Regions from separate parts of the Mus musculus genome. Here region 1 is linked to region 2. Evidence: chromatin contacts called from public targeted proximity ligation data. All regions are on one chromosome and are shown on one strand. The core of a region is the stretch at or near the end of the contact, and the rest is flanking DNA. Distances in the headings are between cores, read along the strand shown.

Evidence for each region.
Region 1: a contact with region 2 is called in a targeted proximity ligation map of embryonic stem cells, with 4 times the contacts expected there. A contact is called at or near these places in 3 of 39 promoter capture datasets (cranial neural crest, hippocampal neurons and pre-B cells) and 2 of 130 datasets of targeted methods (both in embryonic stem cells).

The regions. Positions count from the first base shown.
Region 1 is chr19:15,940,127-15,944,298 of GRCm38.p6, reverse strand. No RefSeq gene overlaps it. Among named protein-coding and RNA genes, the nearest start is that of Psat1, 17 kb to the right of the region's middle.
Region 2 is chr19:14,834,113-14,838,034 of GRCm38.p6, reverse strand. No RefSeq gene overlaps it. Among named protein-coding and RNA genes, the nearest start is that of Tle4, 240 kb to the right of the region's middle.

The DNA of each region.
Region 1 (4,172 bases), core at 1,324-3,823, 1.1 Mb before region 2:
AGCCTGCCTCTACCTCCCAAGTGCTGGGATTAAAGGCGTGTGCCACCATGCACGGCTTGATCGATTTTTCTTTTTGACTGTCCTAAATTGTTTATTGGGTATGAATTTTACAAATATTACGTATATTAGTGGTAACGGTGGAACTGGAAAGTATTGCACCTTCTCTAGGCTTTGTGGCAAGAGCCACCAATAGCGTGGTAGAACTTGTGGTCTTTTCCACAGCGTGGCTCCTGTGGTTGGCGAATGTCAGTCCATGCGTCTCTGCATTTGTGGACTGATTTGGTGATTCACTGGGTGTCAGAATTTCTTCTGATAGCTTTATGGAATGGATCAATGAGGACAACCTCAAAACATTTACACGTGGACTGAGGACTTTCAAAGCCCCACCACGGCGCCCAGCTCTCTCCTCGGCAATAGACTGAAGGCTTTGGGCAAATTCTAGCTGGTTAACACCATGGTGGGCAGGCCTGCACCCTTTGGAACCGGGCGTCTGCAACCACTATGGCGGACATGAATCCTTGCTTAGCCTTGTATCCCAGCCAAAGAGCTTTATCAGGCTGGATGAGGCGGGGAGCCCTGTGCAGCGCAGAGAGCTGACGGTACTGCCAGCAGCGGACCCTCAGAAGAAAGGGCAACACATCGGTCTGCTTTTTCCTCCCTAGCTCCTGGATCTATTTGTATGCACCCATCTTGCCTAACCTGATGGTTGCTACCAGAGAAAAGGAAGAAACCTTTCTCCCATGGCTCCTTGATCTTTTTTTTTTTTTTTTATCATTTTGCAGTTACATGAAGTAGTGATTAACTTAATAATTCCTCGTTACGCACCCCAATGTTCTGGGTTCCTAGATGAAAGACACACACACATAACCTTTATAGTTTGATATGCCTAAAACAGCTCAATGGTTGGGCCACTTCCTAACCTTCACGATATTCACCTCTCTCCGATATTTCCGAGTTATTACTTGCTAAATCCTATATTCCATCTTGGCTATCCTGGACCCAATCGGGCAGCCCTCTTGGCAGCTCTCCCATGGCTCTCTGTCGCGCACCTCCTCAGGTGTGGTGTCTCCTCTCCTCCTCCTCCTCTCCCAGTGTGGGTATCTCCCTCTTCTCCTTCATCTCTGTCCCTACCTGGGAATCCTAAAAGTCCCGCCTCTGTCTGCCATGCCCAGTCATAGGCTGTTGGCGTCTTTATTTACCAATTAGAACCAGCTGGAGGCAGGGTCTCTCAGAGTCTCCCGGTCTCTCATTGTGGACACTCCTTTGAGCAGTTTTGGGAATCAATTAGCATGAGAATACAAGAAGCCAAGGCCACACGCGCGGTATTTAAAATGTGTCTGCCTTGTTTTAACTGTCGTCAAGCAGCATAGAAAGGTATCCAAGCTTTGTCCAAAGAGCCAGCTGTGAGAATGTATACAGAAGCACTTTTCTTTTCTTTTGTTTGTTTGTTTGCTTGTTTTTTTGAGACAGGGTTTCTCTTTATAGCCCTGGCTGTCCTGGAACTCACTCTGTAGACCAGGCTGGCCTCGAACTCAAAAAATCCGCTTGAATTGCTTATGAAGGCAGGAAGTGTTGAGCTGGATACTATCAACCTCTGCCATGTAATATTCTGCAGGCGATAAAGTGTGAGCATAAGCATGTTCCCCAAACATACTGAACTGACAGCGCCACAATCAATCATATCCTTGGCTGGTGTTTGTTTGGCTCCAGTTGGCTCATATCTATCTAATGAATACTTTAGTCTGTGTGCTTACAAAATAGCAACAAAATATACCAAGTGGTGGATAGGGGTTTCTCTGGCCAGAGGCAGCTGTGTTGAGAGGAGTGAAGAGCGGTGCCACATTTTACTCTACTTACTTAAGGTTTTCTTTTTAATTTTTAATTTTTAATAAGCCTATTTTTAATAAGTTAAAAAAATTTTTTTTAATTTTTTGGTTTTTCGAGACAGGGTTTCTCTGTATAGCCCTGGCTGTCCTGGAACTCACTTTGTAGACCAGGCTGGCCTCGAACTCAGAAATCTGCCTGCCTCTGCCTCCTGAGTGCTGGGATTAAAGGCGTGCGCCACCACACCCGGCTCAGTAAGTTTTTGTGTCTGACAAATAAATTTGTAATTTCCCCCCAGAAAATTTGAAAATGAAAATGAATTAATCTGCTATCCTTCAACTCTCACTTCCATTTTATCTTTGTTTCTTCTTATTCCTAATCTATGTGAATGGAAGTGAGGCAGGCAGACCTCTGAGTTTCAGGCCGGCCTGTTCTACAAATCAAGTCCCAGGACAGCCAGGGTTACCAGAGAAACTCTGTCTCAAGAGAAAACAAAACAAAACAAGACAATAACAACAAAAAAATAAATAAAAAACAAAAACAAAAACCAGAACAAAACAAAACAAAACAGCTTTAAGAACTTTGGGTCTATAGTGTCGCTGTATTGTTTTTTGAAACTGTAGCTTATAGTAAAAAGCAAGAGTAGTATGAAAGGTAGTAGGGCTGGGGCTGTAGCCTGGTATAGTGCTTGCCTGTGCATAAACCCTGCATTTGATCCTGCCCCACCTGCCTGGGCGCACACAAATGGAAAATTCCACCAAGCAAGGCTGTGCATTCAGTGACTCACACAGCTATGGGCTGTCCCACTTCATGTCTTTAGAGACAATCCCTTCTCAGCTTGCTGTTTCACAATCCACTACAGGTCACGTCCTGCTGTTAGAAAAGCGTTTCCCACAACTACTCCATGGACCCTGACAAAGCTGTTCCTCACGCACAAGTTCATTCCACTTTATGGGCAAAAGGCATTGCCGCGTTGCTGTCTTACCTCAGGCACAGGATGTACCTGCAAGGGAACGCCTCCAACCAGGGCCTGCTTCTCGGTACAGAAAAGTAAATTTTAAACCAATGTGAGTTTGCAAAGAAAGAAACCGAGGTACTTTAGCACTAGATAAGAACATCCTCCCCCAAGGCTGACATAAATCATTAACTTTGTTCAGGGGGACCTGCGGAGGTGGGCTGTTTATTCAATGCTTTAGAAAGATAACCCCCAGGATTCCTGACAGTCATGGGAGGTGTTTATCTCTTCCAAAAACCCCAGACACCCTCCATAACATCTTAGCAATAGACGTCCTAGCTGAGGATCTTGAAGGGTAAAATTTGGGAATATTAAACTCTGTTTGCCTACCAGTCAGCTCTGATTCCGTTGCTAAAGCTATACGTACATAACTCTCCCAGAGGTGGACTGTGTCGTTGAACAGCACTCGGGAGGCACCTTCTCTTTGCGTCCCGTCTCACTAACCTACAAGCCGAGAGTGTTCTCTTTCTTTTGAAGGACAGCAGTGCAGAGAAGCAACAGGCAGGAGCTGGACTTCCAACCTGGTTTCTTCCTCAGTGTGGCCCCTTGCGCTCTTCCTTCTCATACACTTATTCCATGTGATGCACTGCAGAGGTGTGACCAGAGGCCATGACTGTGAGTGATGGGCAAGCTATCATCTAGTGAATGGATACTTGGGCTCTCTCTTTCTCTCTATAGTAGAACCCCTTTTATTTTATATTCAAGTAGAGCCTCAGGTCTAAGACCTTCACCTACCCTTGCTTTTTCTATGCTTCCTTCCCAAGCGCTGCTGCTGCTTCTCCTCCTCCTCCTCCTCTTCCTCCTCTTCTTCCTCCTCCTCCTCTCCCTCCCCCCCTCCTTCTTCTTTTTAAAGGACCAAGTTAGTTCTTTCCACCTGAGATGAATCATTCTACATTGCAAAGATCATGATCATTTACAGGTTTTTCATTCCGATGATTTTTCTGTATAGTAAAAAGATTCGACTCTAAGCTCTGTGCGGTGACACCCACCTAAAGTCAGTCTCAGTATGTGGGAAGCTGAGACAGGAGGGCCCAGTAATTCAAGGCCAGCGAGACCTTCCTTCTCACCTTGGAGAAATGGCTCAGTGGGTTAAGACTGCTTGTGGTGCAAGCAGGAGGACCTGAGTTCTAGTTCCCTCCCAAGGCCACGTAAAATCTGGGTGTGGCTAGGCATAGCGGTACAATCCTTCAATGCCAAGACTTGAGAGGCAGAAGCAGGTAGATCTCTGAGTTTGAGGCCTGCTTGCTCTCTCTACACAGTGAGTTCCAGGATAGACAGGGCTATCTATATATTAAGGCCTTGTCTCAAACAAACAAACAAACAAACAAAACAA
Region 2 (3,922 bases), core at 960-3,459:
TCACTAGGACCTTTGTGGCTGTTGTCAGTGGAGCTGCTTCTGTCTTTAAACATAACAATTTTCACTGGAGGAACAGATGTGTAAAATGAGAGAATATATAAATAAAAGCATACACGTCTAGAGTGCATTTTTCTGGATGGGGACTTCCTTTATGTCAGTTTACTATTTACCCACACCATATTTGTCTCTGGAAGTAACCCAGTTAATCAAGAAAACTGCATCCTCAAAATCAAACTGTAACTACAGGGCACCCACTGATGCAGCGGAATAGTTACTGAGACATTGGCTCGTTATAAGCTGGAAGCAGGAGCCCTGCGGTCCAGAGAGGAAGATTGTGCAACTCAGCAGAAGGTCTGAAGCATTTTTCATGTGATCTGGATGTCCTATCAAGTCAGGAACCTGGAGAGTGCTGGTCCCAAGACTAAAGGTCAATGACAAATAGTTGGCACCATAAGGGCAGGAACAGGAAAGAGGTGGCGCCTATGGTGCTTGGTTGTCTTATATTACCCTGAAGGAGAGAACTGAGTGAAACCATCACTGATGACAACTTGTGCGGGTTCTGAATGCATGGCAAGAAAAGCATTAAAACAGCCCAATAGTTTTATTACATATGTGTGTTAATCTTGCCCTCTGGATGAGAAATAAAAGTAGGAAACACTGCTTTGGGGTCATACCTATTCCTCAGTGAGGCCATACCACACAAATTTCATTTGCCTGTCGAAGGTTTTTGTGCAGGCTACCACAGTAGAAACAGAGAATGAGAAATGTAAGATAAATTGGCCTGGAAGATGCCCTGCCAGGCACATTAACTGCTGGCGTGTTCTAATGCCTTAGAGCGACTCCATTAGTTTCCATTCTGCAGGATTGTTTTTTAGGAGAACAACTTTAAAAAATTAAACTAAATCCTTGATTATGTTGGGTGAAATGGTCTCTTTGATTATGGGTGGATTCACTTGTACAGAATAAAAGCATCCAACTCATTCCTGAAATAGTGTGTGTGTGTGTGTGTGTGTGTGTGTGTGTGTGTGTAGCCACAGTCCTGTTAGGCAGACCTTTATTACACAAATCCCATGGCCCTATTCAATTTACCAAACTGCCAAATTTCTGTTGAGTATCTACTAAACTCCAGAAACTTGACACAAGGTATAAGAAAGATGAGGTTCAACATGCTTTTATTCCTGTCCTGAAGGAAAATTTATTTGAGAACAGTCAATGAAGAGACATCCTGTGTATACATTCATGAGCAGTGTGAATCTGGGAGCACCACTGGTCTTTAGTCAATATCTTTTTCTAAGAAACTTCCACAGATCCCATTTTCTGCTTCCTAGGGTGAATTTGAGTCTGAGGGAGGGCACATGAATCTCAGCATGAGAGCAGTGTGTTGTCAGCACCACATAATGTTCACTTTATTGGATGGAACACAGGGCCCCCAATGGAGGGACTAGAGAAAGTGCCCAAGGAGCTGAAGGGGTCTGCAGCCCTATAGGAGGAACAGCAATATGAACTAACCAGTACCTCGTGTCTCTAGCTGCATATGTAGCAGAAGATGGCCTAGTTGGCCATCATTGGGAAAAGAGGCCCCTTGGTATTGCAAACTTTATATGCCCCAATACAGGGGAATGGCAGGGCCAGGAAGCAGGAGTGAGTAGGTTGGGGAGCAGGGTGGGGAGAGGGTATAGAGGACTTTCAGGATAGCATTTGAATTGTAAATGAAGAAAATATCTAATAAAATATTGTAAAAAAAAACCCTCAAAGTTGAAAAAAAAAATACAGCAGCTTAAGACTCTTTGCACAAGTGAGGATGTCTGTAGGTCCATGGGAAAGGGGAAGCCAAAGTAAGGAGGTGTGTGGGTTGACCTATTTTAAAATGTGAGGCTTGTCTGTCAGATGTGATGATCTTAAGGGCCTGGCCATGTCATTGCTCTTGGGATCGGCCTGTGGCTCTCATGTCCGGGTTCGGGCCTGGAAGGCATCTTGGAACTGAAAGAAAAGAGGGAGCCTAGGCTGATTGAGAAATAATGGAACCAAGACAACTAGTCTGCTCAAGGTTCAAATGTTTAATGGCGGACACGCTTTATAAAAGAGGTGGCGGGGGAGTCCATTCCCGCCAATTCATCCTTGGGGCCTGGAACCAGCTGCAGGTGAAGACGTTCAGGATAGGGCGCAGTCTCCAGTCTCCGGAATAGCTCGGGGCCTCTCAGCAGGTAGCAGTATCTTGAAGACAAACAGCCTTAGTGGCAGAACAATAGAGTGATCTTCTAGGGAGGAAGGCTCCACCCTAGATAATCTCCTTAGTGGCAGCAAGGTCAAGGTCTGGCTCAGCCTGCTTCAGTCTTATGGGAGGCTACAATTGCAACTTAACTAATTCACTTAGGTATTTCAGTCTCTTGCCTAGAGCATAAAGAGCAGAAGTAGAAATCAATGGAAAAATATACATTCCACATCTAATATAGAAATACATTTCACAAAGGGGGAAATTATTACCCCAAGACCCAGGCTGTACCCCAAAGCTCCAACTAATATACAAGGACAATGGTGACTTAGGCTGCTTGAGGGCTAATAAGCATCGGCTAAGTCTGTGGAAAGTTTAGAGTCTTCTAAAAGCAGCTAATGGTCACAAGTATTATTTTTCTTTAATAACTGAGAGGTGTCAAATTATCAAATTTGGGGAAATTTTTATTCTATACTTATTGAAAGCTATGAAGGCAGGAAAATATCAAATCATGACACACAGCATTCAATTTATTCAGGAACTATTTCCTGAGTAGCTATTATGTGCCACAAACTATGCCAAGCCTTGTGAATATAAAGTAAAAAGGACATTAATCCACAATCTGGAAGTTTCATTTTTTTTAGAAGGAAAAGCTTTAATGGTGACTGCCTGGTGCAGCCAAGTCCCACTATACTTATAAAGACCCAAGAGGGAAGACGGAAACCTTTCTAACCACACGTAAGAGCAAAGAAAGAAATTGATCATATTTAGTATGATCAAAATTGACATATTTAATAATATAACAATAAAAACTCTGTATGGGGCTATGAAAAAAACAGATCCTAAAATGCATCATAGTACAGATGATAGAGTTTTAATTTTTCAGATAAGATACACTTTCATCTAGAGTCAAAGACAGAAAACAGCAAATGCTTCACAACTACATGAAAAAGATCCACCTCACTAGCAATCAAATCAATGCAAATTAAAATGAAATACTATTTTTGTCTACCAAATTAGTGAAAGAACATAAAGGATAGTCCCCTGTCCAGAGAAGGATGTGGTGACGGGGATGTTTTCATACCTTGCCGGCTGTCAGCAAAGTGTACTGACCTTCCTGGAAAGGAATGTGGCCAAGTGCTGAGAGCCTCTTTGCTGCTGAGAATTTTACTGTTAAAGTTTATCCCCAAGAACTTGCTGAGAAATTTGGGCAGTGATTAATATACTGACAGCACCCCAACTTCCTAACAGTAAAGCTTTGAAACCAATAGCATTAACATCCCAAAGGAGAAGATATTAAATAAATTCTGATATGCTCTAATCTTATAATGCAATAACGTCTGGAAAATGTTCAACATTTTAAAACAATTCAACTCTTTTACCTCCTTGAAAACTTGATGCTGATAGTGATTTTGAAGTGGATTGCGATACCATATATCAGGGGAAGATTATTCACAATTTAAATCAAAGAAAATGTTTTTATTACTTAGACAAAGCTGGATTTTCTATGTAGAAAACATCAAATAATTCAAGGCACATTTTTATTAATTAATAAGAAACAATATGATCATTGATAAATCAAAACCAAAAGTTTTCAAGCAATACAAAAGAACAATTTAAAATAATATCATTTTATTATATTACATGTTATGTAATGTATTATTGTTGTTATTATTTCTACTATTATTATTATGTGTGTAATTATGTGTG